Regions from separate parts of the Mus musculus genome. Here all the other regions are linked to region 4. Evidence: chromatin contacts called from public Hi-C and Micro-C data. All regions are on one chromosome and are shown on one strand. Each heading gives the region's core, a stretch centred on a gene start, on an enhancer-like site or on the middle of the called end of the contact. The rest is flanking DNA. Distances are from core to core; before and after follow the strand shown. Region 1 overlaps Nav1 (neuron navigator 1). Region 2 overlaps Syt2 (synaptotagmin II). Region 3 overlaps Nav1 (neuron navigator 1). Region 4 holds the start of Arl8a (ADP-ribosylation factor-like 8A).

The links. Hi-C and Micro-C count contacts between places; a contact is called where the count stands out from the background.
Region 1: a Micro-C map of embryonic stem cells shows a contact between it and region 4, with 4 times the contacts expected there. The contact joins the enhancer-like site here to the promoter of Arl8a in region 4. A contact is called at or near these places in 1 of 484 Hi-C or Micro-C datasets (embryonic stem cells), 3 of 115 datasets of contacts at active chromatin or transcription factors (embryonic forebrain, embryonic stem cells and microglia) and 1 of 9 other capture datasets (pancreatic islet).
Region 2: a contact with region 4 is called in a Hi-C map of uterus, with 3 times the contacts expected there. The contact joins the enhancer-like site here to the promoter of Arl8a in region 4. A contact is called at or near these places in 1 of 39 promoter capture datasets (embryonic stem cells), 3 of 484 Hi-C or Micro-C datasets (the HL-1 cell line, myocytes and uterus), 5 of 115 datasets of contacts at active chromatin or transcription factors (T-cell acute lymphoblastic leukemia, bone marrow-derived macrophages, double positive thymocytes and 2 more) and 1 of 9 other capture datasets (embryonic stem cells).
Region 3: a Hi-C map of muscle stem cells shows a contact between it and region 4, with 3 times the contacts expected there. The contact joins the enhancer-like site here to the promoter of Arl8a in region 4. A contact is called at or near these places in 1 of 15 datasets of contacts at CTCF or cohesin (the NIH/3T3 cell line), 5 of 484 Hi-C or Micro-C datasets (embryonic fibroblasts, muscle stem cells, nephron progenitors and 2 more), 2 of 115 datasets of contacts at active chromatin or transcription factors (bone marrow-derived macrophages and pancreatic cancer cells) and 1 of 9 other capture datasets (embryonic stem cells).

What each region holds. Positions count from the first base shown.
Region 1 is chr1:135,563,430-135,566,129 of GRCm38.p6, reverse strand. The region is part of intron 1 of Nav1 (neuron navigator 1); the gene reads left to right. Among named protein-coding and RNA genes, the nearest start is that of Nav1, 21 kb to the left of the region's middle. Within about 2 kb of position 1,264, at least 97 of the 459 cell types and tissues checked have an H3K27ac peak or open chromatin away from gene starts, as enhancers often do. A contact at or near this core is called in embryonic forebrain and embryonic stem cells, where this site is marked.
Region 2 is chr1:134,752,649-134,755,348 of GRCm38.p6, reverse strand. Syt2 (synaptotagmin II) reads right to left here. Exons shown (of 9, transcript NM_001355726.1): 9 at 2,200-2,700. It overlaps Ppp1r12b (protein phosphatase 1, regulatory subunit 12B), which reads left to right. Exons shown (of 24, transcript NM_001368827.1): 24 at 1-683. Among named protein-coding and RNA genes, the nearest start is that of Gm32670, 20 kb to the left of the region's middle. Within about 2 kb of position 1,283, at least 45 of the 459 cell types and tissues checked have an H3K27ac peak or open chromatin away from gene starts, as enhancers often do. A contact at or near this core is called in uterus, where this site is marked.
Region 3 is chr1:135,529,813-135,532,512 of GRCm38.p6, reverse strand. Nav1 (neuron navigator 1) reads left to right here. Exons shown (of 30, transcript NM_173437.2): 3 at 1-164. Gm32940 (a long non-coding RNA gene) reads right to left here. Exons shown (of 4, transcript XR_003948736.1): 4 at 1-2,700. Among named protein-coding and RNA genes, the nearest start is that of Gm32940, 19 kb to the right of the region's middle. Within about 2 kb of position 1,267, at least 50 of the 459 cell types and tissues checked have an H3K27ac peak or open chromatin away from gene starts, as enhancers often do. A contact at or near this core is called in muscle stem cells and uterus, where this site is marked.
Region 4 is chr1:135,145,417-135,148,116 of GRCm38.p6, reverse strand. It overlaps Arl8a (ADP-ribosylation factor-like 8A), which reads right to left and starts at 1,283. Exons shown (of 7, transcript NM_026823.2): 1 at 1,017-1,283. The coding sequence starts at 1,139.

The DNA.
Region 1 (2,700 bases), core at 15-2,514, 420 kb before region 4:
AGCTCCCTCGTGCTCTGCATCCTTGGCCAACCTCAATACAGAAATTCAAAGCAAAGCAACAGACCCTCCCCATGGAGAGCCCCTCAGCTGGCAGGGAAGAGAGGACACCAACGGCCAGGAGCTCCGGGCTCTGGCAGGAAACGGGCCAGGCACAGGGTGGTGGGTACAGCTGTGGCACATAGGAAGGGACACAGCAGTTGAATGCCAACCCTACTCAGAGCGTAGACATGGAATATTGCCCAAGATCTGTCTGGACCTGATTAACTGAGACTAGAAATGCCAGGGGGATGCTGAGGACTGGACCTGAGGAGGACAGACAGAATTAGAGATGGATTCTTAAGAGAATCCCAGAACAAGGAAAGCATCAGCTGAAAGAAGCAGCTGCAGAGGTGTGCCATCTGGGGGTAGAGTGTGGTGAGTGCCTAGGAGGGAGGACTGAGGACCTGGGTCAATGGTTGGGAGGGAGGACTGGAGACATGGGTCAGTGGCTGGGAGGGAGGACTGAGGACCTGGGTCAGTGGCTGAGAGGGAGGACTGGAGACATGGGTCAGTGGCTGGGAGGGAGGACTGAGGACCTGGGTTAGTGGCTGGAAGGGAGGACTGAGGACCTGGGATAGCTTGCAGCAGTGTTTCTCAGGCTGGTTGGAAACCAGGCCAATTCCTGCTCTGAGACATCTCTGCTTGGCCCAGGCAGCTGTTAACAGACCCCCTGAGTGCCCTTGGCCAGCCCCAGCTCCAGTCTTCTCCTCACCTGACTCCCTGTGAGCCCAGCTTGCCAGCTAAGGAACAGAGCCTGCCTCAGCTGTGGACAGAGCCAAGAAGTCACCATGGTAACCCTCTGGCTGATGGGGACTCAGGTTGCCATGGGAACATGTATAAAATCAAAAATTATTTTTGGGGATGGGTTGCAGCTAAGAAGGGCAGTGGGGACCATTTGCAGCAGTGCACACTTCCCAGGGTTCTGTTCCATGGCTCCTCAAGTTCCTCCCCGGGAATGGTGGGAGAGCCCAGCCCAGCACTTCTGAGAAATGACACTGATACTCCCAGGAACACTCCCAGAGGTCGTCCAATGCAAAACATGTCTCCCATTTCCCTGGTGAGTGTTTTGCCCAGCCGTATCTTTCAGTGCCAGATCCGCTCCTCGGCACCACCATGAAATCTGCAAAATTCATATGCCTGGCTCCTGCCAGAGACTCCAGGCCCAGCCGTCTCTCACAGTCAGTCTCTTTTCTGACAGGGCCTGACTTGAAGGTCCCTTTGTCATGAGCACTGGGCGAGCCATACAGGCACTGGGCATGCTCAGAAGAGCTGCTCGACAGAGGAGCCTGCTCTTCAATGTGGCCTCACAGAAAACACCAAAGGAGGCGAATGGTGTTTGGATTTCACAGAGGCAGGAGAGAGTGCATGCTAAATCCCACCTCTTGCCTTCCTCCCCGCAGCACTGCCTACAGTAGGATGGTGCTGGAACAGTCTGTGGAATGGGCCATTGCTCGGTGGAACCACTGGGCCATTTTCTGAAGTGAAAAGGCAGGAGAGGAATCTCACAAGAAAGAAACATTTTTTTTTTTTTTTTGTCCCTGTGGTGTGGCCTGGTCCAGCAGTTGTCATTCATAATTAGAATGTATTCTATACTATCCTAGGCCTCAGTTTCTCCCTCACCAAAAAGGTGATGGGGGGGGGGCGGGGGGGCGTGTCAGAGATGGAGCTGTTAATGAACCCTGGGCAGACCTGGGAGCCTCCTCCAGACCTGTTAGAAGGCTAGGGAGGGAGAGCACAGGGTGTGACCTGGGGACCTGGGCCCCTCTGAGGCATTTAGCCCTGTGCTCAGTGCTCAGTGCTCAGTGCTCAGTGCTCAGTGGAGGCTGTAGCCTGAGAAAACTTTCTCCTGAAAGCTGCCCTTAACTTGAGCCAGGCTCAGCTCAGGTTTCAGGACTCGGAGATTCTGCCTTCCCCCTCCCCCACCCCTATGACTAGACCAGAGCTCCGTGAGAGCTGAGGAGACCACATATTACCTCTTAGGAGACAGGACCAGTTGTTTCTCCCATGTGCCACGTGTCTCCTGGAACCTCCAGGACAGAAGAATCAGCAAGACTTGGGGGACAAAGCTGGCTGTGCTGGAGACGCTCTAGGGAGAACCGCACAGAGCTGGTTTGGCCTGACTGAGCAAGGCCAGGGCCTGGGTGCTTTGTTGTTCTGCCCCCAGTGCTCCGCCAGCTCTGCCAAGAGGAGACACAGTTTCTGAAGGGCTGCAGTCCAAATTCTTCCTGGCTCTTCTGAACATCCCCTATTCCTCCCCTGTCGAGCATTTTTTATGCCAAAATAATTAGGTAATTAATGATCGTGTCGTAGACCTTGTTTCTGGCACTCTATACTTCTTAAGAACTTTGGAGTCTGTTTGTAATACACATGAATACCAGCCCACAAACTTGGACACTCAGCAGATACCCTATCAGTTGCCAAGTCCACATAATTCATATTCTGAGCTGTTACCTACCTGAACTCCAAGAGGTTTCATTCCAGAGTTTCTGTGGTCCTTTCCTCCAAGCCAACACTTGCAACGAAGCCAGGAGAGTTCAGGATGGGCTCTGAGAGAGCACACTATGGCCTCTGCAGGCTTCCTCTGCTCTCAGACTGACAATAGCTCCCTAGTGGGTAGGTTAGGGTTAAAGCTATTGAGTTTCCTGTTGCTGTCATGCTATG
Region 2 (2,700 bases), core at 34-2,533, 390 kb after region 4:
CTCTCCAGAGTGCGTGTGTCTGTGCTGTTCTCCACCCTGTTCTCCTGAGAACTTGAGCAGAAGGTACCCAGCCTATCCTAGGATAGGGGAGACTATGTGAAAGCAGTTGTAGTAAAGGTACCAGAAGGCACAGGGTACAGGGAGAAGATTCGGAGAGGATGCACCCGTCCAACATGGCCACCTTTCTAGTCAGCATCCCTTGAGCCCCTGGCAGCTCAGCCCTCCTATGGCTGGCACCTCTCCTCTGCAGGGTCAGTGGTTCAGACCCAGCTTTGGTTTTACGTTTTCTTCCAGGCACGTGTGCTCCGCTCCAATCCTGGTCACCACTTCAGCACTAGCATTTTGTATTTCCTCTCTCTACCCTTCACCCATGCTTGATGCACCGAGTGGAGCTGTTCGCCAGCCGAGTTGTGTGGATTAACCTCAGTCAACTGTAAATACACCTGGAGGAGGCTCCCGAGGGCAGGGAGCCAGGCTGGCTTCCCGAACTGAATGTATTTTTATGCAATTTTGAGTGGCCTTTTCAACCCTGAGATGGATGGATTTATTTGTTTTACTGATTGTTGTTATATAGTATTAAGTATTCTGTGTTTGAAAGTTTGGGAATAATATTCACATCTATAAGATGCCTGTAAACACAGCAGTATTTATAAATGAGTAAATAAAACTGTGTTTTACCTTTGTGCCATGAGATTGATAGAACCTCCCATTCACCAGGCAGCCAACTGCGAAGTCTCTGCCATAGGCAACCACGAGTCTGTGGTCACCACCTCCCCTCCCCGGGGAAGGGCTCTTAGAGCAGCAGAACAACCCTGAGAAGAAACGCAAGTTCCCAGCACCTAAGAAGGTGGCTGTTTCTTTAAAGGTAAAAAGCAGGGATGTATGGCCCACCTGGATACACCCTAACAGCCATGCTGCACAGGGAAGCTAGGGTAAGAGCTGGCGGTGGTGCTGGCCTCTTGCAGGCTTCCAATTACCTCAGCCCTCCACTGTGTAAGGAAGGGCTCCTTAGGTCACTGGTTCCAAACTCTGCAAATAAAACTAACTCTGGGATCATTAGAGGTTGGATCTAAATCCTGACAGAAGGAAGGGCACCTAGCTCAGGGAGGCGCTGCAGGGACTGCTGGCAGGGCTGGGGAGTGGGCAGCCAGGCTTTGGATCTGCTTCCTGCCAAGTGGAAATCCTTGGTCACTGACTTGGGAGGGAGGGAAGATTCTTTCCCCCTGCTGTCACCCAGCTGTTTGTAGCTCAAGCAGCAAGAAGAAACAGGGATGATGTCACGGTTGAAGAGTTCAGCCCTGGCCTTGGGGCTTGAAGCAGAGGAAAGCACGTCTGATACAGGGGGCCCCTAGACCACAAGCATCGCTTCTCTGGGACGCCGCTGGCTAGGTGAGGTCTGTAGAGCCTGTTTCATCTACTGCTCATAGGTACCAGGAGGGATCCTGGCTCCTCCCTGCAGCAGACCCAGGTGCCCACATTCTCAGCCCTGTGCAGCCAGGCCACCTAGCCCATGGCCTCCAGCCGGACTGAGACAGCCCAACAGCCAGATCTGGGCCCTGCCAGCTCACACGGGCACTCAGCCCACCTGCCTCTACTGCTCCTTGGCCATCTGGATTTGATGCAAAACACAAGAAAGTCGAGTACATTATGGTCCTAGACAAGTGTCACACAATATGAAGTCTTTAGGTCTAAGAACTAAAACAGAGTTTAATCCTTTCCTGGTCTTGGCCACACTGCCCCTGACTCTGTCCCTAAGCATTCTGAAGCCTTACTGGTCTTTGTCATCTCTGTCTCAGCACAGACAGATAACAGTCTTTACCGTGTAAGATTGGAGACTGTGTACTTTCCACTTTTAAACATCTATACCCCAGGCGGGACCAGCAGCCTCCCTGTTGCCGAGGTCAGACTGCTGCTGTCCCCTAAGCCCAGGTCCTCTAGAGGGAACTTAAGGATGTAAGACAGTCCTTATCATCCCAGGAGGGTAGACCCCCATCCGTCCATGTGACTCAGAAACTCCATGTCCTTCTCCCAAACCCAAAAGAGAATAGGCTGCAACCCCTTCATTTCGAGCTGGAGGCCAGAGCTCCAAAACCAACTCACCTCCCTCCCCAACATTGCTGACCCTTGGGGGCTCCCTGCCCCGCCCCGCCCAAGTCCACTAAAAATAAAAAACAAATAGAAATGCTCCCCGCCCCCAGGTTGCTTTCAGCTCTTTTCTTTAATAAGGAGACGCAGCTCATTACAAAATAACAATTTGACAAGAGATCAGACAAGAACAACAGAGTCCACATAAGGGAATGGAGAGAGCATTGCCAAGCAGAGTGGGAACGGGGAGGGCTACACACGTCCTTCTTAGGAAGACAGGGAGGGCTCCTGGCGGGGCCAGTGTATTCCAGGGGGGACACAGCTTGCTCAGCTTCTGCCCCAGTTTTGAAAGTTTCTGGGCCCAAGGTTTTCAGAAAGCAAATCAAATCCTTAGGTGAGCAGGAGTTAGGGCAGAATGGTCAGGCTTGCAGGTCCTTTCCCTGAACTCCTGGCTGCTGAGGAAAGCTGGGGGTGAAACTGAGGCCCACGCACTGCTCCCGCCACCTTGCCAGACTCCGTTCTGCTGCTACAGTTCCCAATTTCAGTTTCTGTGGAGACTGGAGATCTCCAGCCAGCCCCACCTTGTTGCCCTGGCCTTGCCCAATACACTTGCCC
Region 3 (2,700 bases), core at 18-2,517, 380 kb before region 4:
TCCCACACCATGCCGATGCGGAGCCCCAGCAAACTCAGCCACATCTCTCGCCTGGAGTTGGTGGAGTCCCTGGACTCTGACGAGGTGGACCTCAAATCCGGCTACATGAGTGACAGTGACCTCATGGGCAAGACCATGACAGAAGACGATGACATCACAACGGGGTAAGCACAAGAGGCCGGCTGGTGCAGGAGGTGTGGGAGAACAGGGCGGTGGCAGGGGATAGAGTTACTGTGCTATGATAAAAGACATCTTCAGAGTGCTGCTGTGCCTAAGGTGACTGCTTCTGCAACCAGCTGCAGCTTATTCTAGATGTGTATGGTAGGTGGGGCTGGAAACGGAAGAGCTGATTGGTCCATTAAGCTAAGCCCTTCTCCCTGAGCCTGTCCTCCAGAGACTTGGGGACATATCTGAGGGCCAGCTCTTCTGCAAACTGGGTAGATTGTGGATGACTTAATTTGCTTCCACCTTTGCAAAAAAACAGGTGAATAATGTCGTCTCCTTCTGCCTGCTAAGAGAAAGTGACATTTAGATGAAAGGGCCAGTCAGACAAGAGTCGGGGTGGTGACTCCACTTCCCCTGCCAGGGGTTACCACTCTGGCCCTTGGTTTATATCCTTGGTGGACTTCTGCTTCTGCAATCCTTCTACCCATAACACCACACCCTATTCCTACCCCACCCTATTAAGCCTTCTTTCCTGACCTTGGACCCCCCAGGGATGCCCAGTTTATCTTTTTCTGACAGGGTAGACTTGGGGAGACAGCTGGGGCAGACATGGCAATCTTGGAAGTGAAAAGAGGACAGGAAGCGTTTGAATTGTTGGGGTTTGGGGTGTTCTGGCCAACTTTTTCAAGCCCCGAGTCCAGAGTGCTGCAAGGTTCTGGAAACTTCTCTGGTGTATCTCTCAGCAGACCTGTCTGCCACTTCCGTTCTTCACTTACGGAGTCTCCGCCCCTAAGATCCCCTGTAAAGCCACTGCAGCCCTTTCCCTATTCCTCAGGTATCTAAAAACCAGCCTGCCAGAGATCGCTGCTCCTAATAAAGCCCTTGAGCTTCAAGGGCACGGAAAGAAGGCGCTGAGTTCCAGGCCATCCGCCACTCCCAGCCCGCAGCCCACCCAGGGGGATAAACTTGGCAGGTCTGGTCAGGGTCTGTCCAGCTGATGAGGCTGCTCTGGAGCAAAACAACTGACGCATCCATGACTTGTTTACTGCCTGGAGGATCCCAGGGGCAGCCCAACCTCACGCTCAGATCCGCCAGCCTGGAGCTGGGATAGAGAGGTCTGCTGTAGTCAGAGCCCAGCTGCTGCTGTGGTCAGACGCCTGGGATGGGGAGAAGGGAGAGCCAAGGTGGTGGAGAAGCTGTTCCAAACAGACCATACGCCCTGGCAAGTGCCAGTGTCGGAGCATGAAGTCCCTGTCCCTTGATGTGCCAGCCGGATAGTGCAGAGCCTTTGGGGCTGAGGGCTCAGGACTGTGGCATCTGTGCTAGGGAATTCTAGGACCCTCACCCTCGGGGTACATCAGCATTCTTACAACCCCACTAATGTTCCCAAAGTACCAAGTACCAAGGCATAGGACCCCTGCATGGAGAGACCTGCTCTGACTAAAGTAGCAGGATTTCTAGAATTAACTAGCTGTCTGAGCTTGAGCTAGTTAGTTAACCTCCAGACTTTAATCTGCCTATCTGCTGAATACAGATAACTACAGGACGATCTGTGGCCCATTTTGAAGATTAAAAAGGGTTAGTATATGTATAATTCCTTATATGTTTCTTAGTATAATTCCTGGCTCAGCGTAGTTGCTCACTGTGTTAGCTGTTCAGACTGTTAGAGTCCTGGACTAACCAACGGACACAGCCTTACCCTCAGAGACTGTACAGGAGTGTACGGCCTATATGGGTCCCCATCCCCCCAGAATCAGCAGTGAGGACAGATCTAGTGGCCCCTGACTAACACTGGGAACATGATGAGGTGTGGGGCATAGAAGGCTACGAGGACAAAAGGAAAGGGGAGCTGTTGCCTTTGCCCGCCTCACGCACAGCCTCCACCGTTTATTCTCTTTCCTCAACATAGTGTGTGTGTGCCCTTAATTAAGTCAAAACAAAGTCCTCAGGAGCGACAGGAATGAGAACCGGCCATCTCTGCTCACCCTGCTGCTGGGCCAGGGAGGCCTGGAGTCCTACGGAAAACATAGGATAAACATCACGATGATATTTACAAAGTAGATGAAGCTATTAATTGTGATGCCGTTTGCAATGCCATTCCATATGTCTTTTATGGTCAGTTTTCAGTTACTGATAACTTTGAGCCCTAGTTTTAAGTATCCTGTCCCTGAGTACTTGTCTAGGACCATAAACAGAAGGGTGTCTGTCATAGCTAGAGCTACTATTGCTGTGAAGAGACACCGTGACCACAGCAATTCTTATAAAGGACGTTTAATTGGGGCTTGCTCACAGTTCCGATAGGTATTGGCATTGTCATGGCAGGAAGCATGAGGGCATGCAGGCAGACATGGTGCTGGAGAAGGAAGGTGCTAAGAGTTCTACATCTTGATCTGCTGGCCTCAGGAGGCTGTGTGCCACACTTGAGCATAGGAGACTTTAAAGCCCACCTCCATGGTAACATACTTCCTCTAACAAGGCCACACCCCTTAATTGTTCCATTCCTTATGGGCCAAGCATTCCAACATAGGAGTCTAT
Region 4 (2,700 bases), core at 34-2,533:
GCACATCAGCATCTTTAGCCTATATCTGGCGAATTCACAGTCCTTGGAAAACCCATCTTTGGGAACGGGCCTAGGTTCTGGGGGGGGGGGGGGAACTATGTCCCCGTCCCAAGCCTTACTTGGTCCCATAAGCCCAGTCTTGCCTAGCTTGGAAATACAGGCTGCAGCCATTACTGCAGCTCAGCTCACGCCCAGGGAGCTCATCTTCCTCTTTTTTAAAGAGAAAATTTAACTCCTTCTTCACCACTCCTCTGGCACAGACATACAACTGCAATCACCCCCCTCTCTCCTCCGCCTCCCCCAGTGCTGAGTCTCCAAAGCTGCTCTCTCCCCTGTCCCCAGGTGGATGGCGCCCCTCCAGCTCATCCTCTCGGGTCCTCGGTACCTACTCTTGCAACTTCTGAGCCAAGTGGAGTCTCCCAACTCCCTTTATGGTGCCATGCTTTCGGGACCCCAACGCTAAGGCAGGCCCGGGACAGGTTCCGGGGAGGAGTCTGGACTAGAGCCAGGACCTCAGCTGACTCCTCTGCCTCTAGGGATACCTTCCCCCCGCCCCAAAGGGCCGCGGCTTCCGCGTCCAGCAAGGGTAGGCAGAGCCCTCGGGGTGGGGCTGGGCTGCTAGGGCACCCTGGCAACACGCTCCGGCCGCGCGTCCCGTGACCCTCCACGCGCGGAGCGGGATTGTCCGGGCACTTTCGCCCCGTCATGCCTCTTTGCGCCCGCCTCGGGGGCCTGTCAGCCTGCGGCGGGTTCCCGGTGCGTGGAGACATCTCCGTGCCGCCAGCTCCGGAACGCAAGCTCGGTTCCCCTGGTCCTCGCTACCCCGCCCCCAGCCCTGCCATCCTAGCCCAGGCCAGAGAACGGGTGGCACGCCAGTCGGTCCCCCAAGAACCGTGCTAGGCCCTAAGTGCCCGGAGCCGGCTCCTCCCTGCCCGGAACCCGGCGGTGCCGGGCCACGCCAGGCGCCGACCCCAGCTGCCTAGGGCGCGGCGCCGGCGACACATCTGCCCGCATACCGCGATCACGTTGACGAAGGTGGTCTTGCCCGAGTACTGCAGCCCCACCAGCGTGAGCTCCATTTCCTCCTTCCAGAACAGGGCCTTGAACCAGTCCAGCAGCTTGTTGAACAAAGCGATCATGGTCGCTGCCACCGGCCGCGCCCGGTGCCGGGTCCCCGCCGCCTTCGGTGCCCTCGCGCTGCGGCCCGGAGCGGCCCCTCCCCGGTGCGGCCGGGTCCCGCGGCTCGGTGCGGGCGGAGGCTGGAGCGCGGCGGCCGACGACGCGCTGCCCGAGGATCCGCTCGCCGATGGGTGTGGCCACGGCGCCTCCACCTCCTCCTCCGCCGCCGCCGCCCTCCCGCGGGCCGGGCCGCGTCCTGCTCGCACCCGAGCGCGCTCCAGTCTCGCGCGCGGCCTAGGCCAGCGCCCGCGGGCGGGGCGGCGGGGACCCGCGGCGGCCGGGAGGAGCGTGATGGCGCGCTTGCGGAGAAAGCTGTAATTTTATTTTTTCTGCTGCCCTCGTTTGCCCCGCCCTGACTGCACCGCTTTCTGGCTTGAACGGTGGTCGGTCCTGGGCGGGTGGTGTCCCGATTAAGCTAGGGTATTTCCAGGCCGAAGAACCGTGACATGAAGATCTCCAAGAAACGGTTTTGTTCCCTGAACCTTTGCCTCTGAGCATCTCTGGGTACCGAATTCCATCCCCCGAAATGCCATAGAGAGTAACAGCCGGATTTAGAGCCCTTAATACTCCATCTTGTTTTGTTAACCACAGTTTGCCAGGCTACTTGTCTGGGAAGCCCAAAGTGAGATCGACATTTGAACTTGATGCTTGTCTTCACTATAAAGAGACGGGCAAAATCAGGGCAAGGGATTCCCTGTGAGGAACGGCGGTAGCAAAGGAAAAAATGTATGCTATTTTGATACAAAGTTTTTGATAGTGGGTGGTGGAGAGTCTGCCAAGAAGTCCCCATCCTCCCTTGCAGGAGATAACAGCTCAGTCAACCGGCTGTGCCTTCCTGGTCTCAGGATTCCTAGGCAGCTGGGCTCTCTTTGGGGGTCGGTTTTCACCTGGAGGCTGTGATGAACTGTTAACATCAACTGTATGGATTAAACCTATTAAAGAACCAGACAGCCCTCAACATCTGGATCAGCCTATTCTGATTTACTAACATCTGTCTAATAAGTTCTTCTCTTCCTCCGTAGGTACATGCTATAGTCTGACATGTTTAAATTAAAGTTTAAGTTATCATACAAAGTAATAGATTTTCATTGCTTTACATTTCTGTGTCTTTCCCCCAGATTCATATATTGAAATCCCACTCCTCAAAGTGATGACCATATAAGGCGACTAGGTTATGAGGGGGGAGGCCTCCTAGCTAAGATTAGTGCCCTTATATAAGGAGAGAACAACAGAGGTGCCCAGAGCCTATACTCCTCCCATCTTGAGGCTACAAAGAGAAGGCTGTAATCTATTAGCCAAAAAGTGACTCCTAACCAGACCCTGAATCTACCCGTACCATGACAGATCACTTTCCCATTTTTCAAGCCATGAGCAACAACTTTCTGTTGTTTATAAGTTGTGGGGTGTGGGGTGCTTTGTTACAGCACCCTGAACAAGGTAGTGCCTCTGTGTCTCCCTTCCATTGATTACAGTTTTGTTACCATGTCCTTAGAAGTACTGGAAAAGAGTGTATCTTAGGGG